Linked DNA regions of Sus scrofa: regions 1, 2, 3 and 4 are each linked to region 5. Evidence: chromatin contacts called from public HiChIP or PLAC-seq and promoter capture Hi-C data. All regions are on one chromosome and are shown on one strand. The core of a region is the stretch at or near the end of the contact, and the rest is flanking DNA. Distances in the headings are between cores, read along the strand shown.

Region 1 (2,700 bases), core at 101-2,600, 880 kb before region 5:
CTAGGCGTCTTTCCCTTCTTATCAGCTACCTTCTCCTCTCTGCCCCTGGCACCACCCCAGAAGGAAACTCAAAGCATCAGCTGTTCTGGGGCTGATAGGACGCCCTGATAATAAGTCTTGAGAAGAGCTGAAGAACTAGCTCTTCCTCCTTCTGCCTCTTCCTGCTCCCACACTCAGAGAAGAGGAGCCTGGGCGGGGTTGGGGTGGGGATAGGCTGCAGGCAGCGTAGGGAAGGGCAGGCAGGGCCAAGAGCCTCCAGGTCTGAGGCCAGGCGGCTCCTCACCTCCTGAAGTAGTGTGCAGCTGGGTAGGTGGGCAACAGCTTCTGCCTCAGGTACTGGAAATCCTGCTCACTCCACACCTGAGGAATGGGGTCAAGATGCTGGCCCGGCCCTTCCCCGGGGAGAAAGACCCGCTAGCACCCCCAGCCGCCCCCTCGGGCCAAGGTTCCACAATAGTTCCGCCCGGCCCCACCTCCTCCAGCAGAACAAGGTCGAAGCTCTCCATGTTCAGAAAGTCTCCCAGGCGCTTGACGCGGTCGGCCCGGTGCTTGCTCAGGAAGGGAATGCCCCTGAGAACCAGAAGGGCAGGGAGGTGACGGCGGGGGTGGTCGGCGCTCCGGGAAACATCGGAGCTGGGGCGAGGTGCGCGCTGTCTCCATACCCGGAGGCTGCAGCGCAGGGGAGAGCCGAGCCCCGGATGTGAGGGAGGTCCCAGGCCCGGGGCGGCGGGCGCACTCACCAGCAGTTGAGGTTAAAGATCTTCAGTCGCAGGGAAAAGGTGGGCTTCATGGCGAGGGCACTGGGGGGCGCGGGACGGCTCCGCAAAGGCAGCGCGGTGCGGCCCGAGGCGGGCGAGCTGGCCGGGCTCTTCGAGGGGTAAAGGGCACAGGTGGTCGCCCCGCCCTCGCGCTCCTGGGAAGGCCGCGGCCGCGAGGCCCGCGCGGCCTGGGACGGCCTCCCGCGTTACCCGGGCAACCGGCCGACTGGCCCCAATCTAGCTGCGCGCCAACCCGGAAAGGCGATCTGCGGCGAAATCGGGCGCAGATGAGAGTCCGCTGCCGCGCGAGAGGAGGTCCCGCGGAGGACCCTAGGCGGGGGTCGGGGCGGGGTCCTGGAGGAGGCCCGGGCAGGCGGCAGACCGGGCTGAGTCTTGTGGGACGTAGGCTCCCGGTTCCTCTTCGCTCGCCGCTGGGGGCGGGAGCCCAGGCGTCCTCTCTAGCCTCGCAGGCGGCTCACCAGCAACAGGAGCAAAGTTGAGGAAACGCCGGGCCCTAACGCCTCGCCCCGCCCTCTTCCTCCCGGCGGGCGGCGGGGGCGGGGTCGCGTGGTTGCCCTGGCGACACGCAGTGTTTGTGCTCCAAGGAGTCCTCGCGCGCTGCCATGGCTAGCCAGCGGCTTTCGGTCCCCTGCAGCTCGCAGTTGCCGCCCGAGCAGCCGCTGCAGGTGAAGGTGGTGGGGCTCTTCAAAAGCTCTAGCTTTCAAGTTGCGAAGAGCACCGCTGAGGTAACCGCGAAGAAACCGCAAGTGTGGGCGGCCGGTCCGGCTTCTGTGTCTAGCGCCTTCTCGTGGCGGGGCTTCAGGATCGGGGAGGGGAGGTTCTGGCTGATGTGGACAGGAGCGTGCAAAGGCAGGTGCGGGTACTGGCGGGAGTTCCACCTCGAGAAGGGCTACCTTTAAAGGGAGATCGGAGCGAAGGAAGCGTTCAGGACCTTGCTGGGAATAAAGGTGATTCCTTCCTCTAAATTACCACACATTTTATTCCACGGTAAAAAAAAATTTTTTCTTTTATGGTTGCAGCTTCAGGAGCTTGCTGCAGTCGGGTTCTTAACCCACTGTGCTGCGGGAGGAACTCCTCCACATTAATTTTTAATTGAAATTATAGATTTTAAAACTTTGTGAAAGAAAATGGTACCCCGTAAGCGGCTGATTTTTTCAAATCCCACCCCAAGTAATTTTTGAAAACTATTCATTTGGGAAGGGATGAGTTTTTTCCCCCTGTAAATTTTCTATAACAGTCAGGGCCATTCCATTGAAGGTGCTTAAGGGATTTCTTTTTTTTGGTCTTTTTTTTTTTGGCATTTCTTGGGCCGCTCCCGCGGCATATGGAGGTTCCCAGGCTAGGGGTCTAATCGGAGCTGTACCCACCAGCCTATGCCAGAGGCACAGCAACGCAGGATCCGAGCCGCGTCTGCAACCTACATCACAGCTCACAGCAACGCCGGATCGTTAACCCACTGAGCAAGGGCAGGGATCGAACCCGCAACCTCATGGTTCCTAGTCGGATTCGTTAACCACTGCGCCACGACGGGAACTCCAGGGATTTCTTAACAAACAACCCACAAATGCTTTGGAGAATCCAGACATTTCTTTGTAAACATGTGGAATGATGTCAAAGGAAAAACACTTTAATTGGAAGAATTTGGCTAGGTCAATAATGCTGCACCACACCTGTAACCGAATGCAGCAGAAATGCAGAAATGTATGAATTACTGAAATGTCAAATTCAGCACGTCTTTGGGGTTTGCTCCAGAAATGCCGCTGTAAGATTATGCCAAGCTTCTATTCTTCAAAGCCTCATTAGACTCCAGAACAATGCCTTCTTCATGTTTGTTATCTCCCAAAGTACCCAGCTGGATACTTGACACAAAATGTTCCCAAATAGAAGAAATCTTAAGAATTCCTACCTTCTTGCCTGCTCC
Region 2 (2,700 bases), core at 198-2,697, 550 kb after region 5:
AAAAATAGTGTTATATGTGGTATTTGTTTATATCATTATTTTTCTTTTGAAAAGCATTTTTACTATAGCTCTTTTTATAAATCCTCACAACCACTCTGTGAGTCGGGTGGGCCCTTCCTTTCGGTCTCCTGAGGGTAGATGGAGAAGTTGGGATAGGCCCCTGCCAGGGCTGCCGCGGGACAGTGGGGTCCTTCGCATATCAGGGCACCAGCCCTCCCCGCTCCCAGCTCGGCTGATACCGGCCTCTGGGATCTCACAGTCAGCGAGGGGAGAGGCTGCGGAGAGCGACTGCTCCCCCCGCGGTCCCTCCTCCAACAGCTGAGTCCTGCCCACCTTCTGCAGGGGCGGGGGTGGGGTGGGGTGGCAGCAGTTCTGGGGAGTGTAAGGGTCCGCGATGAGACGGTGGTCGTGGGCACTGGCTTTGTGGCGTCAGAGTGACTGGGTTTGAATTTGAATCTCCAGACCTTTTTTTACGGTGCCTGACTTAAGGCAGTCACTCAATTTCCTCATCTGGAGAGAGGACATCCTTTGATTTATCCCAAGGGGTTCACTGACTTAAAATAGTCAACGATTTAAAGCAATGAAGGTCTTAGTCTACTGCCCCTGCCGAAGAAAATGCTACAAATATTATCAGTTCTGGGATAGGTAGGTCACTATCTCTACTACTTTGGGGCATCTCCAGCTGCAAAATGGGCGCAATGTAGATTGCAGTCTTTTAATGGCACACATTACTTTGCCAACAATCAAACAAACCAGAGAAAAACAAAACCCCTCACCATCCCTCCTCTCCTTCCTGCTCTGGAGCCACTCAGTTTTGACACTTGTTTCCGGGATCTGAAGGAGCTGGATCCTAACCCAAGGAAATATTCTTTTTTACGTTTTTATTTTTTATTAAAGCCGCGTTGATCTACAATTGTGCCAATATCCCTGTACAGCAAAGCGACTCAGTCATATATAAATTCTTTTAAAAATATTGTTTTCCATCACGGTCTACCTCAGGAGATTGTATATCAGTAAACACTGTTATTAACTAGGAAAACAGAAAAGTGAGAAGGCAGGACGGGTGAGGTAGGGATGCCGAACAGGTGAGGCAAGGAAGCCTGAGCTATACTTCGAACAGCGGTGACCCGGACCGCAGTCAGGTGAACCCCGCACGCGTGGTTCGGGAAGCCCGGGATAGGACCCTCGAGACCATAGCGCGACCTGGGGAATGGAAACCGAGAAGGGAGCGAGAGGGACTCTAGAGGAAGGCAGCCGCGGGCCTCTAAGGGAGGAGCTACAGGAACTCGAAGGGCGGGGCTGAGGTTAAGGGGGCAGGGATAAGGGCGGGGCCTCGCGGAATTCTCCGGCTGCGCGCGCCACGTCTCCCTCAGAGAGCGTGTGAGGGAGAGGCTGGAGGGGGTGGAGGGGAGGGAAAAACCGAGAGGGGCGGGAGCTCTGTCTTCTCGCGAGATCGGGAGTCGGCAGCGGCGGTGGCGGCGGCGGTGGCGGCGGCGTGTCCGTGAGAGTAGCGTGGGGGCGGGGAGGAGCGGCGCCGGCGGCGTAGGAGCTACGCCACACCGGGCCGGGGCGCTGGGAGCTGGAGCACAGAGGGGGGTCGTGGCGGTGGCGGTGAGAAGAGGGAGGCGGAGGAGGGGGCGCCATGGCGGGGCAGCAGTTCCAGTACGATGACAGCGGGAACACCTTCTTCTACTTCCTCACCTCCTTCGTGGGGCTCATCGTGATCCCGGCCACATACTACCTCTGGCCCCGAGATCAGAATGCCGGTGAGTCCCGCTGGTAGCTGCCGTGGACCTGCGCAGGCCCCTCCGGCTCTTCTGGGCCGCGCGGCTTTTGCCCGCTCCGGCCCAGCCCAGTCCGCTGCGCTTGGGGTGATACCGCCCGCGCGGCCCGGCCTCGCGTCCAGGCGTCAGCCGCTGGCGGCGCCCGGGCTCAGCTGTGTTTCCCTCCGTGCCTCTCCAGGCTCCTCTCCACCCCCTTCATTGTCCTCCTCTGGAGTTTCGCTTTGCACCCTCTCCTCTATTGTTCTGGCGGCTCCTGGCAGCCTCGTCCAGTCTCTTTGTCTTCTATTCCTCGGCTTTTATGGGGGTATTTTTCTTTATGGAGGGAACAAGATGGCATAGGGAGGATGGGAACTGGAAGATGAGAGTAGAGAGTTGGCTACGGAGGAAGCCGAGCGAGCAGGCTCCACTCTGAACCCTCAGCCCACGGTCCCCTTTCCCCCACACCCCCGTTTGCCTGTTGCAGCTGTCGTTACAGATGTTTTGGGCACAGTCAGAGCTGGGTGGCATCTATAGGACGCCAACTGAGCTCGCCAGCCGCCCCTCCCCCCGTGCCTTTCCCCTATTGCCTTTTCATTTGTTCACTTACACTGCGGGGGTTGGGAGCAATGCTGTTATTCCCCTTAGCAAAAAAACAAAACAAAAAAACCAGGCTTTTCTCTATTTCCTTTTCTTTGGAGTTTCCTGTTTATGGCGGAAAAAGTGCAAGTATGAAGGAAGGATTAAGTCTATAGGTAGTTCATTTGTGAGGTAGCGGGTGCATTTGCTTTTAGTTCTAAATCTTTTCACGTTAAACAACATTGGATTAGAACACAGAATTATATAGATTCTTTTCAAGGCATTTTATGTTCGGATTGTTTGGATTCCATTTGTTGCACGCCGCTAGGACGTATGGCAGGTGATATTCTTAAAACTGATG
Region 3 (2,903 bases), core at 45-2,544, 540 kb before region 5:
CACAAGAAGGAGTGGCTTTGTTTTCTGAAATCATACTCATAAGAAGGAAGTTCTCATTTTTTAAAATTCTGATTTAAACAAGCAACATTAGAATGTTCTAGGCTTTCCAAATTAAACCAATTCATCAGAACTCTGTTCAAGGATAGGTCACTTTCAGAAACTATCTGGAAAATTCATAGTACGTTTCTCTTTTCTGCTCTTTACTCTTTTCTCTTTGCTGTATTGTACATCAAAACACAAAAAGCTATTCCTCCTGAAATGTATATGATTTTGGCTTATTGCAGTTTCCTGAAATTACTATCTCCCTCACTCTTGGCCTCACCATATGCTGTTCTTTTGACCCTCTTTCCCTGAGATGAAGATTTCCCTGACTTTCCAAGACCGGCCTAAGTGATCTTTCTAGCCATCCTAATAATATCATATAGTACTGTATGTTTAATGTGTGTACTGTACTTTATATATGTATTGTATAATGTTTAACCATTAGTTTAACTAGATGGGAACTGTGCGTTTTCCACTTGTCCAGTACTTGGTTTTTAGAAACTAAGTTTTAGAAACGCATGTATTGTGCAACATGAAAAATTAAAACTAATTTGTTATCAGTCCAGTGATAGCCCTTCAAACCTCAACTTTTCTCAAGAAGAATGACTTCAAACAGCAATATGCAAACAAATTATTTAATCTTTTAAAATTACTAAATTTTAGAGATTTTTATAAGTCTTTTTTCCATATGGTATTCTTAAAGCCTGCAAATATTCATATCTAGGAACACGAGGGATTCTTTTCCCTTCAGTTTTGTACAAAAAGGATTTGACAACTCTCTTTCAAAGTGTGGCACAGGATTTCTTCTGCGCAAATAAAGCCTCAAACAATCCTATGCAATGGCAAACAAAGGTGCACTTACACAGGGATACTGAGTCCATCCCGCGTGAGCCCACCTGACAGAGCAGAAGCAGAGGTAGCACCGCGGAGCACTAGTTTCCACAGCATCCCTCTTGCCTGACCTTATGCAGCTCTTTCCGACCATCCATGTCCTCTCAACGCGCCCGCGGTCTTGGGCACTCGGACTAGTTCTTCCCACGTAGATTACTGATAGTCCCTGGACTAAGGAGTACAGCTCTAAGGAGACGGCTTCCTTTCTAAAATCCCACAGGAAATGGAGGAAGGAAAAATACTGTCAAAGGAAAAGTGTCAGCCAAGCCCACAGTGCTCACCAAGCCAAATCTCTCAGTCAAATCTCCGGCAGCGCTAGCCGTTGGCTCGCAGGGAGCCACAGGCAACGTCGCAGTGGCTCCCGGGAGCTGTAGTTTCTGTCTCAAACAGAACGCGCCTACAGCACCAGAACTACACTTCCCAGAAGTCAATGCGAGGACGCCCTGCCTTCTTAAATCTGGTGTTTGGCGCAATAAAGAGTTTCTATTTTTTCCTCTGATTTTAAATTTTGATTCGAGTTCTTCCAGGAGTTTATCTGTGCCCTCCTTATTTGCGGTTCTTGTCTCGTGTGTGATAATTTCGGCGTATTTCAACTTTTCGTTACCCCCGTTCAGCCCAAAGAAGCCGAACGTCAAGGCAAAAAAAAACCAAAAAAACCAAAAAACAAAAAAAAAAAACGCCCCCCGAGCAGATTCGGTGCCTCTTAAGGCGCATGCGCCCGGCCCACCGTTACGCATGCGTAGCAGCCGTCAGCGGTTGGCGGCCGCTCGCGGGCTCGGGGTCCGGAGGTAGCTTGTTGGAGGGCGGGGCTTTTTCCGATGGCTTTGCCTCAGCGGGTCGCGTCTGCTTGGGCGGGGAAGAGGGCGCAGGGGCAGGGGCAGGGGCGGCTCCTGGCTTGTGCCGGGCGGAGAAAGGGGAGGGGCTGGGGGTGAGGACCCCGTCTCCCCTCCCCGCTCCCGCCCTCTGGGCCGAGCCCCATCGATGGGGCTGGGCGAAGGGGCGGGTTCTGCGCCTGGGGCCCTGCCGCTCCGCCAGCTTCGCGGCCCAGCCCCGCGATCGGGGATTGCTGGGCTGCCCTGTGCCGGTTTGGGTTGGCCGGCAGTGGGCGAGGATACCGGGATTGGAAGAGAAGCAGCGTCAGCCCGTGGATTCTGAATCCGCAGAGCCAGAGACGCGTTCCTCCAACGCCACCACCGAGACAGAGGCTGCACGAGACTGCAGCCCCTGGGGAGCGCCAGGGTCTCTAGCCGCGGCGTCCAGCGAGCCAGGGTTCGGCGAGCCTTTCCAGCCAGCGCCCGGCCGGGCGGGAGGAGCTGCGGAGGGCGGGGACTGGTGCCGGAGGAGGGGCGGGGTGGGAACGCTCCCGAGAACACCGTGGCTGCACGGACAAAAAACACCGAGTGGCTGCAGAGCGTTCAACTGTATCCAGCCTTTTGGGGCAGAGCACGGATTTGACAGCTCCACGGCTTGAGGATATCCGCTGACCCCGAGAGACGGAGAGGAACACTTCCCCGACACTGTCCAGCAAAGCCAGCTCTGTAAGGTTTCAACTTTCCAACTTTTTTTTTTTTTTTTTTTTTTTTTGTCTGACTAGAAGACTGCTACTCCGGGTAGAAGGAGAGGGCGAGCTCTGTCTGGTAGATCGAAGACATTTCTGGTACCAATGTCACCCAGGCTTATGTTTTCGTGACGATTCGATTTTTCTGATTTATTTCTTACATTTCTCGTTTTAAAAATACGAAGTGCTGTGGTGGACATGCTGAAAGATTGAAGAGGGCAGGAAAAAAAACTCCAGTTGTCATGGCTGAAGGAGAGAATGAAGTGAGATGGGATGGACTGTGCAGTAGAGATTCAACTACTAGAGAGACCGCACTGGAAAACATTAGGCAAATCATCGTGAGAAAAACCGAGTGTCTTCGTTTGGTGAAAGAGACACCTTATCGTCCATCAGAAGGCCTTTCAAATGCCAT
Region 4 (2,734 bases), core at 45-2,544, 600 kb before region 5:
AGTTTTTATTCTGTGCCAACACTTTTGCTGGGTGCTTTGACATTTAATCCTCACAATAAGCCTGGGAGGTAGGTAGTAATACAATCCTAGATTTATAAATGAGAAATGGAGGCCGAAAAAAGTTATTCAATTGCCTAAACTACTAACTGGAGGAATCACAAATATGAACCCCAAGTCTCCTAATTCTGAAATCTGTGTTTTTTCTACTATATGACACTAATTTTGCAAGAAAATTCTCAATTCTTAATTGAAATGTTCAAGTATTCCTTAATTGATTTTAATTTCTTCTGGTAATTTGTTTTAGTAATATATTTTTAGAAGTAATAATTTCACCACTGATAAACTAAATATATTGGGCCACTGTCCTAAGTGCATTAAAAACAAAGGCACAGAAAGACTGGGCTCATTATGGTCCTGGTGAGTTTTTTGCTAAGTATGAACTATAGCATTCATATTTTCAAGAAGAAAAATTAAAGTCACAAAAATGATAAGGTGACAAAACTGAACATCTCTGGGGCTGAAGAAGCTGTAAAGGGAGAGGGAGTAAAAGTGGGTGAAGGACATGTACTGTTTAAAACAGAGGGAAAGAAACTTTTATCTCTGCCATTAGTTACTTTCAAGGACAATTTGAAGTATAAATTATTTTCAGCCATCTCCCACTTCAGGTATGAAAGGTCTTCTGATATAGCACCTATTCTCTCAATGAGAATGTATCAGTTTTCTTCCTCCCCCACAGAGGGTCCACAATTATCCTCTTTCTCTTATACACACTTTCTGAGATTTCCTAGGAGGATATAAAGACTACCTTTAAAAAAATTTCTTTTCCTAGCTCCCCAAGATCTTTTTTTTTTTTTGCTTTTTAGGGCCACGCCAGTCGCATATGCAAGTTCCCAGGCCAGGGGTTGAATCGGAGCTACAGCTGCCAGCCTACACCACAGCCACAGTAATGCCAGATTCGAGCCACGTCTGCAACCTATACCACAGCCTGTGGACACACAGGATCCTTAACCCACTGAGTGGGGTCAAGGATTGAACCCGCATCACTCATGGATACTAGTCGGGTTCATTTCTGCTGAGCCACAATGGGAATTTCTCCCCAAGACCTTGATCTTTTAATTCTTTCATACTTTGAACATTCCCCACCTGTAGATAAAGATGTACCTCCAACTTTGTCCCTTTGGAATCACCATCTCTTAAACTGCCACCCTATCTTCTGAGCTCCTCTCTTCTATTATGCCTTTTCTGCCAGTCTTCTATTTCTACTTCAGTCGATGATGCCAATTCTCTAGTTGCCCTAAAGAATTTTCATGAGAAACCAAAGTTCAGAAGAGTCTACCAGTTTCTGCAGGCTTCTGGAAAGACAGGTCAACAAATGTAAATTTATTATAAAGCTATATGTTCAAAGAAATCTCTTATGATATTGCTAATCAAAATATCAAAAATATAGTTATAAAAGAGTAAGATAAAACAGATGATTTGTGTTAAAATAAATCAAAACTAGATTTATAAAAGAGAATGGGAAGAGCAAAGAAAGGTTTCCACAGTTAAGTTACTGTCAACTAAGATTAGCTTACTATTTCTTTTCTTTTTTTCTTGCTTTTTAGGACCACAAGTTCAGTATATGGAAGTTCCCAGGCTAAGGGTCAAACTGGAGCTGCAGCTGCTGGCCTACACCATGGCCACAGCAACGCAGGATCTGAGCCACGTCTATGACCTACACCACAGCTCATGGCAACACCAGATTCTTAACCCACTGAGCGAGGACAGGGATCCAACCCCCATTCTCATGGATACTCATCGGGTTCGTTACCACTGAGCCACGACAGGAACTCCTAGGTTACTATTTCTAATTGTCACATAAAGACTTGGGCTTAAGACCTCTTCACAAAGCTTTTCCCTTTCTAAAGAAGAAAAGTTTCCCAGCTCTAAAACAAGATAGGGAGGAAGCATCACAAAAGTTAAAAGACCTTTCCATACTCTTAATTTTATATTGGTTCTTAAGGTTATAAGCCTACTAAATGAAAAAATGGAATACCACTTGTGTCTCAAATTTAACTGAATTTTAAATATCATTTGTGTATAATTTCTTTTGTCTTTTCTGGGCCGCACCTGCGCATATGGAGGTTCCCAGGCTTGGGGTCTACGCCAGAGTCACAGCAACTCGGGATCCGAGCCACGTCTGCAACCTACACCACAGCTCATGGCAATGCCAGATCCTTAACCCGCTGAGCAAGGCCAGGGATCAAACCTGCAACCTTATGGTTCCTAGTCGGATTCGTTAACCACTGTACCACGACAGGAACTCCTTGTGTATAATTCCTTAAATTTAGCTTAAGGTATGTGCAAAGTGAACAATGTTTCTAAAATATGGCGAGATTAGGTACCTCAGTCAATAAGCAAAACAAAAAAAGCAATCATTTATTATTTGGGACTCTTCGGAGGTCATCAGGCATTAATTTAAAAAATACTACAATTTATAAAGGCTAGAAACATAATTCAAAATTTCATAAAGGTATATTGAATTAAAAGCACTTTAGACAGTTCAGGATCTCAATGACAGAGTTCATTTAAGGTGATAGTTTTGCTACTGTGTTACTGTTCCCACAAGATATCATCTCTTCTCAATTTCATTTGAAGGTTATGGACTCGTATTGGATGAAAGCTGCTGTTCTTTTGAAGAGAATTAGTTAGTAAACATTTTCTAGGGCTATTTTTAATGTTCTTTGATCCTTTC
Region 5 (2,973 bases), core at 445-2,944:
CTCCAGTTGCACAGGGCTCTCTTTTGCCTGGTACCGACTAACTCATATCACAGAGATGGGGGCCTGGCAAAAACAAAGCCGCTGGGTATCTGCAGCCCAGCAGGGGCACAGGAGTTAATCTCTTTGGATGCCCAACTGCAGGAAGTCATTACATCATAGGCCTTTCCACACCTCTCTCCCTACCACGTGTCCAGTGCCCCAAGAGGCTGAAAAGGAACAGTGGAGAGCCTCTCTTCAGGTTCACTTACAGGTAGAAGCCATTATGGCTCAGCTCTGCCAGCAAACCTGCCTCCCAAAGGCTTACGTGAAGCGACAGGCCCCGGTTCTCTACTCCTGGACCCGCTGCTTGAAACAGCTCCAGAGGCCAGGCCTCAGCGGGGAAGCAGCAGGTGCAGGACAGTTCCCGCTGAGGTGGAAGGGCTGGCCGGGTCGGGGCCCAGATCATCTCAGAGGCTACTCAGAGGAAGGTTTAAGGTTGAGACACCTCTTAGGAATAAAGGTGTTAACACACGCAAGGAAAGAGAGCCGGCCAGGAAAAGGTTTACAACCACTGCTTTTTGTAATGGGATCGATGTGCCTGTGGGAGTTAACACCTACAAGCCTGAAACTTGGACACAGGGGTTCTCATCTGGCTAGTCTCAACACACCACGCTTAGGCGACCGACTGGAAACCACAAATCCAACCCCTCCTCTGGGCACTGATTCCCAAACAAGTCCCCTCACTCCACCCGCAGCGGCCTCGCCGCACCCCCACTACGGGGAAACCTGCTCCAAAGCTGGCCGCGGACGTACCTCCTCCGCTACAACCCAGGAATCGGGCAAATGCACTCCTGCCCATCTGGCCAAGCCTGAGGCTTCCCCAGGAGCCTCCTCTCCCGCTCCCGCCGCGTCCGCAGCGGTCCCCGGGCTCCCCTCCTCCGGAGGTCACACAGAACCCCCAAAGCCTTACAGCTGAGGCTCTCCCTGCCAACCCCTCTCCCGGGCGCCCGCAGGCGCGCTCGGACGAATCGAAGGCGCGTCTCGCACTGCGCAGGAGACCGGGCGGGTCTGTCCGCCCGTCCGAGGTGGGTACGCACCTTCCAGCCGGCAGAACTGTTGCTGTCGCCCTTATCCTTGAAGTAGGGCACGCAGCGCACCATCCACTCATAGATCTGGGACAGAGTGAGCCGTTTGTCCGGGGAACTCTCGATGGCGCGAGTGATCAGATCGGCGTAGGACAGGTTCCCCCAGGCGTTCCGCCGGGAGGAGCATTTCCTCGGCTGCCCGGAGCCCCCAGCCGCCCCCGGCTGCGGCGGTGGCAGTGGCTGCTGAGGCTGCAGCGGCGTCTGCGTCCCTCCGCTCAGCGCGCCCGCCGCGGAGGCTGGGCCGGACCCGGGTTCCTGCCCTCCGGGAGCCAGCAGCCTGGCCGAGTCCTCCAGGAGCAGCCCAGAGCCCAGCGGGCCGCCCCCGCCGCCGCCGATCGCCATGGCCGAGCCGGCCCTACCGCCGCCGTCCTCGTCGTCTTCATCGTCCTCCTCCTCGGGGATCATGGAGTCAGCGGCCGCCTCCCCCGAGGGCTTGGCCGGGCTCCCCTGGAGCTCCGGCCTCTGCAGGGGCCACGTACAGGAGCGCGGACGGCTCTGGGGCTCGAACTCCGGGTCCAGCTCCACTTCGAGCGGAGAGAGCGGGACCGGGGAGGCCGGCGCCTCTGCCATCTTCGCCGCCTGCCCGCCCGCGGCTCCGGCTCTCACACTCTCCTCTTGCGCCGGGGCGGGGTGCGGCGGGGGAGGGACGGGGGCGCCGCGAAGGCTCGGGCTCCCGGGCGCCGCCGCCGCTGCTACTGCCGCCGCCTGGGAAAGCACGAGAGGAGAGAGAAGGAGAGTTGATTATCCCGGGCTGGAGCTCAGTCCCCGGCGAGTCCTCGCCCGCCGCCGCCGCCGCCGTTTCCCGACCACACCGCGCCCGCCTCCCAGGAGCAGGCAGACCTGGAGACGTGCGTCCCGCGAACCTGGCGCTGCAGACGCCACCCCCTGGTCAGGCCGCGGGGGAGACAGGAGCGAATCGACAGGCTCGCACGGGGCAACCCCCTCCCCCCGCCGCCACCGCCAGCGGAGCTGCAGGTCTCCACTGGGCTAGGTGGCGGGGCGGGGAAGAAGGGGGAGGGGCGGGGCGGGGGAGGGGCGCGAGCCGCGCCTTTAAAGCGGGCAGCAGCCCGAGCTGGCGCAGCCCAGACGCGGTCGGAGCCTGAGCCCGGGTGTGCGTGCGTTTGTTTATGTTTCGCTCCGGCCCGCACAAGTGCTTCCCGCGGCGCCACCGCCGCCAAAGTCTGTGGCGTCTTCGGCTCTTCTCCCCGGCCTGGTCCCGGCCCCGCCGCCTCCGCGCTCTCCTGCCATCCCCTCCCAGCGGAGGACCCGAGCCCGAGGACTGCGCGGGCAGTCCCCTTCTCCTCTCTTCGCCCGCGGGCCGAGAGGGCGAATGTGGGTCCGAGCGCAAACGGGCCCTTGTCACTTCCAGGAACAGGGAAAGACGGGAAGAAGGGAGACAAGCAGCTCAGCGGGTGTTTGCCAAGGGTCGAGCTGAGCAGCAACGGCCACTTTGGGGGTGGTGTGGTTTATTTTCTCGCGGGCGTTGTGCCCTCCACCCCTTTCCCTATAAGAACGGGGGGGAGGGGAGTAGTCGAAACGTAAATCTTCCAACAGGTCAGGAAGCACAAGTCTCCCAGGCCAACAGAAAACCCGGACCAGCACGTTCATCACCTCCTTGCTCCCACTGCTGCCATCTTGACAGTTTCCCCCCTTCACTCAAGTCCTTTAAAAACACTAGCGGGAGAGAAGAAGGGCGCGCACACCGAGTCACGGGGAGGGAAAAGGGAAGCGCCTGGCCCAGCTCGGAAGCAGATCCGGAGTCACCGGGAAGGCGGCCGCCCCGCTGCACAGCTCCGGCGCCTACCTCGGTTCCTTCCCTTCAGTGACGAGGGGGGAGGACGCACAATCC

What was found. Promoter capture Hi-C pulls out the DNA fragments that hold promoters and counts their contacts. HiChIP or PLAC-seq counts read pairs in DNA pulled down with a chosen protein or histone mark.
Region 1: a contact with region 5 is called in an H3K27ac HiChIP or PLAC-seq map of skeletal muscle, with 4 times the contacts expected there. The contact joins the promoter of PPIL6 here to the promoter of FOXO3 in region 5. A contact is called at or near these places in 1 of 5 promoter capture datasets (liver), 1 of 47 Hi-C or Micro-C datasets (embryonic fibroblasts) and 2 of 2 datasets of contacts at active chromatin or transcription factors (alveolar macrophages and skeletal muscle).
Region 2: a contact with region 5 is called in an H3K27ac HiChIP or PLAC-seq map of skeletal muscle. The contact joins the promoter of SEC63 here to the promoter of FOXO3 in region 5. A contact is called at or near these places in 1 of 5 promoter capture datasets (fetal liver) and 2 of 2 datasets of contacts at active chromatin or transcription factors (alveolar macrophages and skeletal muscle).
Region 3: an H3K27ac HiChIP or PLAC-seq map of alveolar macrophages shows a contact between it and region 5. The contact joins the promoter of CEP57L1 here to the promoter of FOXO3 in region 5. A contact is called at or near these places in 2 of 5 promoter capture datasets (fetal liver and liver), 4 of 47 Hi-C or Micro-C datasets (heart right ventricle, liver and skeletal muscle) and 2 of 2 datasets of contacts at active chromatin or transcription factors (alveolar macrophages and skeletal muscle).
Region 4: a contact with region 5 is called in a promoter capture Hi-C map of liver, with 6 times the contacts expected there. The contact joins the promoter of C1H6orf183 here to the promoter of FOXO3 in region 5. A contact is called at or near these places in 1 of 5 promoter capture datasets (liver), 1 of 47 Hi-C or Micro-C datasets (epiblast stem cells) and 1 of 2 datasets of contacts at active chromatin or transcription factors (skeletal muscle).

What each region holds. Positions count from the first base shown.
Region 1 is chr1:75,506,894-75,509,593 of Sscrofa11.1, reverse strand. It overlaps PPIL6 (peptidylprolyl isomerase like 6), which reads left to right and starts at 1,350. Exons shown (of 8, transcript NM_001243664.1): 1 at 1,350-1,504. The coding sequence starts at 1,382. SMPD2 (sphingomyelin phosphodiesterase 2) reads right to left here and starts at 1,291. Exons shown (of 10, transcript XM_001925290.5): 1 at 741-1,291; 2 at 474-570; 3 at 284-360. The coding sequence starts at 790.
Region 2 is chr1:74,077,352-74,080,051 of Sscrofa11.1, reverse strand. SEC63 (translocation protein SEC63 homolog) reads left to right here and starts at 1,447. Exons shown (of 21, transcript XM_001925479.7): 1 at 1,447-1,766. The coding sequence starts at 1,643.
Region 3 is chr1:75,169,384-75,172,286 of Sscrofa11.1, reverse strand. It overlaps CEP57L1 (centrosomal protein CEP57L1), which reads right to left and starts at 1,294. Exons shown (of 11, transcript XM_021090896.1): 1 at 905-1,294. The coding sequence starts at 1,027. SESN1 (sestrin-1) reads left to right here and starts at 1,913. Exons shown (of 10, transcript XM_021090855.1): 1 at 1,913-2,903. The coding sequence starts at 2,734.
Region 4 is chr1:75,226,695-75,229,428 of Sscrofa11.1, reverse strand. It overlaps C1H6orf183 (putative uncharacterized protein C6orf183 homolog), which reads right to left and starts at 1,294. Exons shown (of 48, transcript XM_021090835.1): 1 at 1,162-1,294. It overlaps CEP57L1 (centrosomal protein CEP57L1), which reads right to left. Exons shown (of 11, transcript XM_021090896.1): 11 at 1,219-1,352. The coding sequence ends at 1,323.
Region 5 is chr1:74,628,416-74,631,388 of Sscrofa11.1, reverse strand. It overlaps FOXO3 (forkhead box O3), which reads right to left and starts at 1,694. Exons shown (of 2, transcript NM_001135959.1): 1 at 1,077-1,694. The coding sequence starts at 1,694.